Linked DNA regions of Sus scrofa: region 1 is linked to region 2. Evidence: chromatin contacts called from public HiChIP or PLAC-seq data. All regions are on one chromosome and are shown on one strand. Each heading gives the region's core, a stretch centred on a gene start, on an enhancer-like site or on the middle of the called end of the contact. The rest is flanking DNA. Distances are from core to core; before and after follow the strand shown.

The links. HiChIP or PLAC-seq counts read pairs in DNA pulled down with a chosen protein or histone mark.
Region 1: an H3K27ac HiChIP or PLAC-seq map of alveolar macrophages shows a contact between it and region 2. The contact joins the promoter of RILP here to the promoter of MYO1C in region 2. A contact is called at or near these places in 2 of 2 datasets of contacts at active chromatin or transcription factors (alveolar macrophages and skeletal muscle).

Annotation. Positions count from the first base shown.
Region 1 is chr12:47,858,113-47,864,421 of Sscrofa11.1, forward strand. RILP (rab-interacting lysosomal protein) reads right to left here and starts at 2,317. Exons shown (of 17, transcript XM_013990001.2): 1 at 1,920-2,317; 2 at 1,752-1,845; 3 at 1,566-1,672; 4 at 1,229-1,474; 5 at 875-1,020; 6 at 243-365. The coding sequence starts at 2,147. SCARF1 (scavenger receptor class F member 1) reads right to left here and starts at 2,331. Exons shown (of 17, transcript XM_003358192.4): 1 at 1,920-2,331; 2 at 1,752-1,845; 3 at 1,566-1,672; 4 at 875-1,474; 5 at 243-365. PRPF8 (pre-mRNA-processing-splicing factor 8) reads right to left here. Exons shown (of 43, transcript XM_021067568.1): 38 at 6,286-6,309; 39 at 5,763-5,904; 40 at 3,996-4,136; 41 at 3,725-3,864; 42 at 3,420-3,622; 43 at 2,929-3,262. The coding sequence ends at 3,108.
Region 2 is chr12:47,712,785-47,718,782 of Sscrofa11.1, forward strand. It overlaps MYO1C (unconventional myosin-Ic), which reads right to left and starts at 2,886. Exons shown (of 32, transcript XM_021067559.1): 1 at 2,604-2,886. The coding sequence starts at 2,678. It also overlaps a transcript of INPP5K not described here.

The sequences.
Region 1 (6,309 bases), core at 1,067-3,566, 140 kb after region 2:
GTTAGCAGGTTTCTTCAGCAGGAGGTGCGAGGAGCAGGCAGGTGGGAGCAGTGAGATCCAGAGAGAAGGGTGGTGGGCTCAGATGGTAGGCTCATGGGTAACCAGACCAGGTTAGCAGGTTCCAGAAGGGACTAGGCTAGGTGACAGGCTCCAGCAGTGACAGGATTGGGGTGACAGGTACAGTCTGAGACAGCAGCCTCAGAAGGTGGCCAGGCTCGGTGGGAATGGAGGCAGAGACTTACCTGCTCTCTGCTTCCTCTGGGGTCCCTAACATCTTGGCCTTGATCTTCTTCCGTTGCTTCTTGACAGCCACCTTCATGGCTTCAAGCAGAAGCCCTGGGATCCGGTGGTCTGTGAGCAGCTCCCTACTCAGGGGGAGGGGCAGAGAAAAAGTGGTGGGGATGCCGAAAGTAGGTTCCGTCCCAAGCACCCGTGCCCGCTGTTCTCCCTTCTGGGGACACTCTGCCTTGCTAACCCCGCAGACCTTAGCCTAGGTGTCACCCTTCCTAGGAGCAGTTCCTTCACGCTGCTGTAGCTGCTCTGACCCTCTGCACTGGCCCTCCCGTCCGTGCATGAAGTTCCCGGAGGGCAGGAGCTGTGTGATTTCTGTCCTCCAGGGCCCGCACAGTGCCCTGCACACGACCCCGTGGATACAGCAATGACCCAAAGAATGAGGCAAGTGGGAGCTCCCTGTGGCAGTGGGTTAAGGATCCGGCCGTTGTCACTGCAGTGGCCTGGGTCGCTGCTGTGGCGCGGGTTGATCCCTGGCCCGGGTACTTACACATCCTGAGGGTGTGGCCAAAAAACAAAAAAAGGCAGATCAGGAGCGGGTGTGAGTGGTGTCCCAGCCTCCAGCCCCGTCCAGCGCCCTTACCGCTGGAAGTAGGCCAACTCCTCCTTCAGCAGAAACACGTTGGCTTTGAGCTCATTCCGCTCCTGAAGGATCTGCTCAACCTCCGCTCGACTGAAGCTGCACTGCCCCACCTTGGGGGGGCGCCCTGGCTGCGGCGGGGCGTCCGTCTGCGGAAAGACAGGTGTGGGGGCGCCGCGGCTGGAGCTGATGTGCCCCCCGCGACCCGCTGGGAGACTTGAGAGGCCAGGGCACTCCAAGGGATGCCAGACCAGTGCTCTGGCTCGTACCGCCTTCCAATTTCCCGGTGGCCCGGCTACGCAGCACAGCAAACCTTTCCCGAGCGCCCACGAGTCCCTGACCACCTATGGCACTCACCGGGTTCTCAGGGGTCCCCTGGGTTCCGGCGTCGGGGGCCCCCCGCTCGGGCTCTTGACCCTGCTCACCCACGGGACCTCCGGCCTGGCCCCGCGCCCGCTCTGGAGGCGGCCCCACGGCCGCTTCGCGCTGCAGCTCTCGCTCGCTCTCGCGGTCCCGCGCGGCGCGCAGCTGGGTTTCCACGGCGGCCAGCTTGTGCCGCAACTCCGCATTCACCAGCAGGAGGCGCTGCAGCTGCTCCTGCAACTGTGGGCGGAGCAAAGGCGGTGGCTGGTGGGCGGGGCGACGGGGGCCGGGAGAGCCCCGCCTCCCGTAGTCGGCCCCGCCCCGCCCTCACCGCCTCGGTCTCCTGGCTGCGCTGCAGCAAGTCACGGTTGTGAGCTCGGAGTTCGTCTCTCTGGCGGTCGGTCACCTCCTTGAGCTGCCGCAGCAGAGCGCGCTCTTCTGAGGAAGGGGCGTTCTTAGGTGTGGCCCTCAGCGGAGCCGCCCCGCCGTGCCCCGATCCCGGCGCGTCCGTACTCACCCTGTGGCCCAGAGCGCAACTCTATACGGAGGCGCTCGTTCTCCTCCCGCAGCCGCCGCAGCTCCAGTTCGGCCTGCTGCGCCGATACCTGCAGCTGGGGGAGGCCAGGCTCTCAGGGTCAGGCCCCGCCGACCCCTCGGGTGGCGAGGGGAGCTGGCCGTGACTCACCGAGTCTGGGGCGGGCCCGACGGCCGCCTTTTCCAGAAGCTCCAGCGCCCTCACCACGAGCGGCACGAGCCCGGCCGCAGCCTCCGGCCCGAAGCGGCGCGCCAGCTCCTTCAGCTCAGTGCCCAGGGCCCCCGCTAGGTGGTACACGAGCTCCGCGGCCGTCCCGGACCCCGCGTCCACCCGAGGCCCCCAGTCGTGCGCCCCAGGAGCCACCCTCCTGGGCTCCATGTCTCCCAAGGCGACTGGGGCTGCGACACCCTCCCCACGCCCCCAACTAGGGCAGGAAAAAAACAAAGTCCCGGCCCAGGAAGCAGTTTAGGGCAGTAGAGGGCGGAGTAGAAGTGACAAGGGAGGAGCAACTAAGGGAAAAGGCCTGGCAAGGGAGTCTCTGTGCCCTGGGCCCAGTCCTGTTCAAGCCCCCAAGGTCACAGGAAGCAGGACAGCCAACTTCCAGCCAGGCGGCCTGGAGCTGAGGCTCAGGGCTCTAAGTGGTCACTTTTGTCAAGCCCTCCCCGCAGTGCCCAAGCCAGGCTCCACCCCTGTGTCTGGAGTCACTGGGCCTGACTTGGCCGCCAGCTCAACAGGAGGAGGTGAGAGGTAGGAGGGTTGTCACTGCCTCAGCAGTGCCAGCCAACTGTCCAGCCCCGTGCCTGTTTCCAAGATGGACTGAGAGTGACGCAAAGCCTTAAGGGGCTAGGCTGGATACCACAGTGGCAGAGGACAAGCCAGGAGCTTATACACTCAAAACAGCAGCAACTGCTCAAGAGATGTTGAAAAGGGGTGAGGGTTTGCAAGTATTTTGAAGGGACATCGGCCTGTGTGGTCATGGTGGCAACAGTGTGACGGTCCAAGTCCCCTTTAGTTCTGAGTCTAGAGGATACTTACCCCCACAGCTCCCTGAACAGCGGGCCTCAAGAACCAGTCCCACGCCCTGCTGTCAACAAGTCCTGCCTATTATCCCTACATCCAGAATTTGAGCTCAGGGTAAAAAAAAAAAAACCTCAAAAACCCCTATTTATACAAAATTTATTATTATACTTTGTTCAGAATTACAAGTCACAGGAGATCAACAACATAATAAGCACAAATAGAGGAAAAAGGGGCCAAGCTGCTGAATGTCACCAGCTTGTCTGTGGGGGTAAAACGCTCTAGCCTTAGGGGAGTCTGAAGCAGGGGGTGAGGGGACAGCTAGGCATAGAGGTCCTCTCGGTCCGCAGAGTAGACCTCACCCTCCTGCAGGAGAGCGAAGTTGAGGAAGTGGGAAGGTCGGTGCACCTCGTGGTAGAACTCTTTGGGGTTTGCCAGCTGCAGCTCATACTTCATGTTGGGATCATGCCGGACACCTTGGAGTAGAAGGAAATGTCTCATGTGGACAAGGTCCACCTGCCTCATCCAGCCTGGGCCATCTCCAAACCAGAGTCTGGCCCTAAGGACTAAGGGTGGTGGCCTAACCCCAGCCTCACTTCCAGCCCCGCTCCCCGCCTGCAATGCCCCACATACCCATAAAGTTGTAGTTCCATGAGGACTGGGCAGGGACCATAAAGAAGCCAAGGAAGCGGTCTGACAGTAGCATCTGGACCCTCTCGTAGTGCGACGGTAGGTAGCCCTTGGGGTTGTTGCCCTTGTCTGTGTTCTGGCGGCCCCACTCATAGCCACTGGGGGTCAGCTTGTAGGCTGTCAGGGTGCAGGAGCCTGGTGTGAAGCTGAGGAGGGATGGGGACAGAGTCAGAGCTCAGGCCACCGTCTGGGTTCTAACCTGGAATGTCTACCCCACCACACTTCCTCCCAAGGGGGCCCAAGCCCACCTGCAGGTGATGATGATGGTCTTCTCGCCATCCCAAGATGGGTTGTCAGCCATGATCTTGGCATGGGTGGTGACATCCTGGGGTGATAGCTGGGGGGACTCGTTGGGCTGTGTATGAATCCAACCTAAGGGTTCCATTTCCTATTGGTAGAGCAGTGAAGTTACTTTGAGCCTTGTCCGCAGCCAGGAATCCCACCCATTAGAGTAACATCCTGCCTTCCCTCCACCACTCTGAGAGCAGAGGGCCCCAGTTCACCTGCACCCCCACTGACCTTGAGGTACTCGTGCTGGGGCAGCTGGCCAGGCAGATGCACGGTCTGGTGAGTGCCCCACTGTGGCACCATCACGATGCAGCGGATCTCCTTCACCTGGGGGTTATCTGGTGGACTCACCCCATACAGGTACCCTGCAATCTAGAGACGAGGAGGTCAAAAACCAAAGATTCTTAGTACCAACCCAGACGCGTGACTGTCAGCTGTGTCTCATTCGCTTCTCCAAGAACAAGAACAGAGTTTCTCAAAATGCGGTCAGAATCTCCTGCATCAGAAACACCCAGGGTTAAGGAATTCCCTTGCGTCATGGGTCTGGCATTTTTGTCACTGCTGTGGTGAGGGTTCCATCCCTGGCCCAGGAAATTCCACATGCTGTGGTTTCAGCCAAAAAAAAAAAAAAAAAAGTTCCCATTGTGGCTCAGCAGTTAACAAACCCAACTAGTATCCATGAGAATGCAGGTTCAATACCTCGCCTCACTCAGTGGGTTAAAGATCCAGCGTTGCCATGAGCTGTGATGTAGGTCGCAGACGAGGCTCGAATCCCACGTTGCTGTGGCTGTGGCATAGGCCGGCGGCTATAGTTCCAATTGGACTCCTAGCCTGGGAACCTCCATATGCCACGGGTGCAGCCCTAAAAAGATAGCAACAATAACAACAACAACAAAAAACAAAACCTGGGATTATTATTCACAATGTTAAACATGGACCTCATCTCAGACTTACCACATCAGAATCTCGAGTGGACTCCAGGAATCAGGACCACTCGCACACGCCCCAGTTGATTATTTCAGTGCAGCACCACAAACGAGCACACAGCTCATGCACTTCCACAAGCTGAGTACACTTTTAAAACCAGCTCTAAGCAGTACTTTAAATTTTACACCGTCATGAACAAAAAACCCTGTTTCTATAAACTCACTCAACACAGGATATTAAAAATCTCAAAATCACCAAGTTGAGGCCACAAACTGGTATTTTATAAAATACGAATTTCACAGATTGTTCGTAAAGTTAACCATCTTTTCATATTATGTTTTCCACCTGCAGTTCCTTTTTTGAAATACTTTCATATTCTTGGCCTATTCTTCTACAGTTTTCTTTGATAAAAATCAACTTCTGAGAATTCCCTATTCTAGATCCTAACATTTTATCTTGGAGTTAATGCAAATATTCCCTTCCTGTTTTTAGTTTGTCTTTTGTGGTATCCTTTGTCATGTACAAGTTATCAATTTTGATGATGGATTTTTGTCTCTTCTTTAAGGTTTTCCCAACACTAAGATAGTAAATATTTTTTCTTGTAATACTCTATAATCATTTTCTCAATTGCCATAGCTTTTTAAGGTTTTGGTATCTGGTGGGGGCCAAAACCCTTCTCACTGTTTTAGCTATCCTTGTGTGTTTACTCATCCGTGAATCTCAAAACCAGCATCTCTAGTTCCAGGAAATCTCAAATGTTTTAGGCACATAAAAATCTGTGGGAGTTTCCATTGTGGTGCAGCAGAAACAAACCTGACTAGTAACCAGGAGCATGCGGGTTTGATCCCTAGCCTTGCTCAGTGGATCAAGGATCAGGTGTTGCCGTGAGCTGTGGTGTAGGTCACAGACCATGGCCCGCATCTGGCGTTGCTGTGGCTGTGGCATAGGCCGGCAGCTACAGCTCTGATTCAGCCCTTAGCCTGGGAACTTCCACATGCCACAGGTATGGCCCTAAAAAAAGCAAAAAAAAAAAAAAAAATTTCTGTGGCCTACTTGTACACACATACTCACTTGGGCCCGAAGGTCAGATATGCAGATAAACTTCTTGAGCACATTCTTGGGAAGGATGTAGGTATAACCAGTCTCCTTGATATCATCAGATGAAACATAGATGTGATTGGTCCTTAGGTGCAGGTTGGCAGCAGAGATGGCCCTAAAAACAGGGAGGGAATGTTGGTTGCTGTTTCTTCTCTTTTTTCTTTTTTTTTTTTTATGGGCCACATCTGTGGCATATGGAAGTTCCCAGGCTGGGGGCTGAATCTGAGCTGCAGTTACCGGCCTACATCACAGCCACAGCAATGCCAGATCTGAGCTGCATCTGTGACCCGTGCTGCAGCTTGCAGCAACGCTGGATCTTTAACCCACTGAGCTGAGGCCAGGGATTGAACCCGCATCCTCATGGATACTAGTTGGGTTTTTAGCCCACTGAGCCACAACGGGATCTCCCGAATGTTGTCATTTCTCAGCACAAGCACCTCAGGCAGCATCGGCAGTCCTTTCCGTCCCTATCCCTCTTGCCCCTTATAGTTAGTACCTGACCCTCCATTCTGTCTTGGAT
Region 2 (5,998 bases), core at 1,636-4,135:
GGAGGCTACAGCTCCAAAGTGACCCCTAGCCTGGGAACCTCCGTATGCCTCAGGTGCAGTCCTAAAAGACAAAAAAGAAAAAAAGAAAACAAAATAACCATAGCCTATCTCACTCACAGCTCATGCTGGGCACAGAACAGTGGCTCAACTTCTGTGTATCGAACACACCTTAGGTCCGGGCCCAGGCTGCCCCACCAAGGACTGTTCCAGACTCAAGGTAAATGTTTTGAGGGGGAATGGAGAAGGTGAAGACTAGGGATTCTACCTGAGAGCTCTCTGGGCCCCGGTCTAGGGCTGTACACTCTGGTTCCAGAACCAGGGGCTTTTTGCCTGCCAGATGCCTCTGCCTGAGGGTCTAGCAGAAAGACACAAAGCACCTTGCCCCCTAACCTATCCTCCTTGTTCAAGATCCTGTATGTTGAGAGGAGGGAGCCACCTCCAGCTAAGTCATCACTTCTTTGGCACCAAAAGCCCTGCCCTCCTCCTTCCACTCCTCACACCAACGAGTCACCACTTGCTGGAACTTCCCCTCTGCTCCTGTATCACTGCTCCACCCTCCCTCTCCCTGCCGGAGTAAGCAAGCAGCCTCCACACTGGCCTCCCTGCCTTCCTCCCTCCAATTCATTTTCCCACAGCAGCCGGTGGTTTTTACAAATCCAAATCCAATCAATTAACAGCTCACGTTAACAGAGTGAAGGTTTATAGGGCACTCCTCCATGTGCCAAGCACACCCACTGTTTCTTCCAGCAGCCCCCACTGCTCCCCCGCGTCCCGTTCCCGCGTGGCCACATGGGTAGCCCTCTCCAGTCCCTTGTCTCCCCATGCCTCCCTCACCACCAGGCACAGCCAGGAGGAGCTACGCCTACCCCTGCCACCAGCCGTGGGGCTCTAAGCTTCTCGCCTTTGCACCTGCAGCATCCTTGGACGACCCAACCCCCTCCCCACCTGACTGACTCTTGGTGGTCCTTGAAGACTCAGTTCGGGTATCACTTCCTCCAGAGCCCCTTCCTGACTCCCCGAAAACACACAGCCCTCTCCTCATCGCAATCCGCTCTGTTTGGATGTTTCCTTGTCAGTCTCTCACCCAGGCCGGCACCCAGTGGGGGCTCAACGCCCCTCGTGGACGCCCGCCTGAATGAATGAACCCACAGAGCCCGGGAGGGTGAGCAGGAAGCCGGAGCGTGCCTGGCATTGAATAGGCCATGGGCCAGCCATTCATTCTCTCATTCATCTCAGAGCCCCCCATCCGCCACACTCACACGCGGGGGCTCCTGCCTCGGCGGGGCCCGTGGGCGGGGAACGGGAAGGGGCGGGGCCGGGGCGGCTTCTCCGGAACCCGGAGGCAAAGCTGGCAGTCGGAGGGCCCCAAAGGGCGCGCAGGGTACCCCCGCCCCCAGGACGCTCCTCCTCGCCCTCACGTTACCCGCAACGAATCCACGTTTCCATCAGCCCAATCCTGGAGCCGCCAGGTTCTGGGGCCCTGCCCCGGCCAGGCCGAGCCGACCCTCGGCCCTCGCAGTCTCCGCGCCGGCGACCCCGCCTCCCGAACGGTAGCTCCGGGCCTAGGTCGCCGCCCGGCCGCTCTCCCTCTCCCCCATCCTGCCCGCCAGCGGAGCCCACCCCCCGCCGCCCCGGCTACGGCCCGCCCCGCGCCCCGCGTACCCACCGGCTCGGCTTCTCGGGTGCGCGGGCGGGGGCCAGGCTGGGCGGCGTGGCCGGCTCCGGAGTCCGCGGCCCCGGCACGCTCTCCCCGCCCAGGGCCCGCCCGGGGCCGGGCCGCTGCCTGTCGTCATCCCGGGCAGGGCTCAGGCCCCGCGCGCGCACCCTCCGGCCCCGCCCCGTTCGCCCGCCTGCCCGCCCGGCCAGGTCTGCGTTCGTGTCCGCGGAGGCTTGGTGCAGCGCACTCCGCAGCCAGCTCTCCCGGGACGAGGCGAGTCACAGTCATTCACACTCACAGGTACACACACACACACACACACACACACACACACACACACACACACACACGCACCCTCCTCCGACCGAAGACCCGGCCCACTCGCTGCAGTCCTGGGCGAGTGGGTGTCTTATGGGGTTCTCGCTTCTCATCGTAGGGCGCCTTTGCATCCCCAGAGCAAACCCGACCCTGCCCTGCATGCCAGGCCAAGTCAGTTCTTTCCCATTTGTGACTACCATGCCCCCTTCACCTGCCTTCCCGCCCACGCTACCGCGCTGAGCCGGTGGGCGTCATTTCTTCAGGCCAGACGGGAAAGCGGCGGCTTTAACTGAGCCTGTACTGTGCACCTGGAGGTTCATGTGCACTGGTCCTTAGATCTCAGAGCGGCTCTGTCACCAGTTCATAGCCCAGCCCGCTGAGGATCAGGGAGCTGGAGGAGAAGGGATTCAAACCCAGATCCCGGCTTTGAAACCCTGCTCCTTATAGGCTTAAACCCTCAACCTTCCTTCCATTTACCCCTTCTTGCCCGGTTTGTCTCTGTTCCACCAGGGATCAGAACGCTTCCCCACTGCTCACTGCCTTCTCAAGGGGTTTGCTTGAGAAGGGTCTGCTGGGCCCTGGGCAGATACAGCCACCCTTCCTCCCAGCCCAGAGCTTCCCAGCTTACTAGCTTGCAGGGCCTGTGGGGATGAACCACACGGATGATCTCCCCCGTGGGTATCAGCTCCACTTGCAGTGCCATTCCGCCTGTGGATAGCCAGCGTGCTGAGCACTGGGGCCTCTGAGCAAAAGCCCGCTTGCCTGCCTGCTGGCTCTGCCTGTTGCCGGAACCAGGAATCTGATCTTAAGCTGGGATGGCCACTTGGTTCAGCTTCAACTTCAGCCCCAGGGGATGTGTCTGGTCCAGCGCCTCAGGACACAGCTGGAGCAGCCCAGGTCTGATTGGGAAGCCTCTTGGCCCAGCGGGGTTGGGGCAGGAAGAGGAGGGGCTGAGGGATGGAGGAAATGCCTGTTGTCCCAGGTAACCAGAGGAGCTGATGTAGCCACCCACGAGGGACCCTGAGCTCCAGGTCAAAGGGTAGGAAGTTTTTCCCCCCAGCAGCTTCACGGCCGGGTGTTCTCACTGGTGTCCGCTGGAGAGCTGTGACCACTCCCCAAATGTGCATCCTGCCCCAAGCCAAGAGGATGCATCAGTAGGCACTGCCCCGCCTGCCTGTCCCCCGAGCTTGCCTGCCTCCTGCAGCAGCAGGTGAGCCCCTGGAGTTTGAGAGGCCAGGGCTGCTTCTGGCAGCTGGCCATGTTGGCAGAGGGGTTTAGCTGGGAGGCAGGAGGGCACGGGGAGGAGGTCCCTGTCCCATCCTCCTCTGGAGCCTCAAACGTTTAAGAGATGGGTCGCCGGGTGGCGTGGCAGTGGGTAGCTGGGTCCTATTTGCCCCTTACTTTTCCTCGCCACCCTCAGATGCTCCCCACCCCCAGACGTTCCTGTTTTTCTATCTTCATTGTTGCTAAATCACAGCTGACACTTTCCTGGCCTGGGACTGAGCCCTTGGATCTCAGGCCATTCCTTATAGGAAGTGCGGAGAGGGAAGTGGATGGGGAAAGCGACCTTTCCAGAGTCAGACGCTGGCATGGGAGGGGCAGGGTCCGGTGGGGCAACGCTGGCCTTGACAGCCCCTGGGGTAGGCACCTTCCCCCAGGCACCCTTCCTTCCCTGCCCTCGGCTTCCCCCGCCCAGGAAAGGCCAGCAAAGCTTCCTTCCTTCCTCCGGGAAGCACATCTATCCAGGGCAGGATCATCCCTGGCGGCCACACAATGGCCCTTATCAGCCGTGGAGCCAGGCGCAGAGACCCAGCGCACACCAAGTCTCACACATTTCCTGTTTCCACCCAGCGGTCAGGGCTGGGCCCAGAGCCGCCATATCCTGACTGGGGCCAAGAGGAGGGGGAGCACCCTCCCCCCCTTTCCCGCCTCTCGATCCCTGCTGGACTCGGCCCTCCGGGCAGGGGTAGGGCGTGTGGAGCCCTAAGAGCGACAGAGAGAGGTGGGCACAATGGAGAACAAGCATGGGCCACAAACGGGAGGAGAAGCGGGGACCCCTGGAGTCAGGAGCCCTGAGACCCAGCCCCAGGGCTCCGTTAATCAGAAGGAAGAGCTGGCTCGAGCGTTTGGTTTTGGCAATTGTTCTCTCACAGTAACCTTGTGAATGGGAACATTATTTGGATTTTATAGACAACTGAGACCCCTGGGGCACCGGAGAGATGGAAATCCGATTAGAACCCAGGTCTCGACCCCATTCCCGAGTGTCTGGTCCTGCATGACACCACAGCTGCCTGGCTAACTTTGGAGGAATCATGCCACTTCTGTTTTTTTGCTATTTTAGGGCTGCACTCGTGGCACAGGGAGGTTCCCAGGCTAGGGGTCGAATTGGAGCTGTAGCTGCCAGCCTACACCACAGCCACAGCAACGTGGGATCCAAGCCACGTCTGCGACCTACACCACAGCTTCCAGCAATGCTGGATCCTTAACCCACTGAGTGAGGCCAGGAATCAAACCCACATCCTCATGGATCCCAGTCGGGTTCTTTAACCACCAAGCCACCTGATGCCACTTCTTCAAGCTTTGGTTTCCCTGTCCGGTTCCCAGATGAAGGGTGCTCTGTGGCAGCACCCACAACGCCTGTGCCTGTGAGAAGTGGGCAAGTTCGAGGGCTCAGGGTTCCTTGGGTGTGCGTGTGTGCCGGGGGCAGGGACAGAAGTTACCATGGGGACACCGGGGCAGAGGGATCTGGGGAGAGGAGGGGCAGAGAGAAGAGATGGTGAGGTGTTTGGAGACCTTAACCCTGGGCCAGGGCTTCAGACTAAGGAGGGAGGGAGTGCCAGCTGGGGAGCGAGGAACCGCGAGAGCAGAGTGAGCACCTTGCTGAGAGCTCAGTCCCAGGAAACCCATCCTACCTACTCAACAGCAGAGTAAACCAAGTACCCAACAGCGTAGGTGACACGCCCCACCTGGGCCAGGGACCCAGAGGGCCACCATCCCAGAACCTCAGCCCATTCCCACCTGGGCAACATGTGTCACTCTCAGACACAGTCTAGCCTGGACGACAGGTCCCTCGTCCTGGGGTCCAGCCAGGGCCCATTACCGTGTGCCCGCTCCCAGCACCATCATGACGGAGTCACGTGCATTTGTAAAAGCCATGTTTCTAATTATCCACCAACGCAACAGCCACAGAACACAGATTGGCCATGGCCTGCTAGAAGCCAGAGGGACAGTTCTTTTTTTTTTTGCCCCCCCCCCCGCCCCTAATGGCATATGGAGTTCCCCGGCCAGGGATCAGATCCGAGGCACAGTTGCTACCTATGCTACAGCAGTGCTGCTGGATCCTTAACCCACTGCACTGGGCCAGGGATCGAACCTGCATCCCAGCGCTCCAGAGACACCGCTGATCGCACTGCACCACAGCAGGAACTCCGAGAGGGACAGTTCTTGATGGCTCCCAGGGTGGAGTAAGAATGCAGGAGTGTCCCTCGGTTGCAGGTGGTAGGATGGGAGTGACAGTCACAGAGCAGGCTCCCTGAGGTGTCTCCTCCAGGGAGAAGGGCCGTTGAGTCACCAGAGGCTGAAGGCAAATGGTGGGAGTGGGGACAGGCCAGGCCCATGCAGCACCTGGAGAATGCTCTCGGAAGACCCCCGGGGCCAGATTCTCCACAACGGCTGGATTCTGGCTCTCCTCTCCACCTGCCCTCACTCCGAGGTCCCACAGCGCTCTAAAGAGAGAGCAGGGTTCTGGCCGGTGACAGCAGGTAAAGGTAGGGGCAGATGAGCTGGACTGCGCAAGGCCCACCCTGTGAAAGTCTGTGGCCACAGCTCCTCTACCACCTGCCAACACTTCACGGGAGGGCCGGTTGGGGGCACGGAGGCTGATCCACTAGCAGAAGTGAACCAGGGTCCTATTCTCTGCTCACACCCTGGAACTTTCTGGGTCAGACTCTAGGGGTGAGGATGGAGGTGCTGGCGGAAGGACACCATCAGCCTGCCCACAAGCCCTACGTAAGAGCCTGGGTG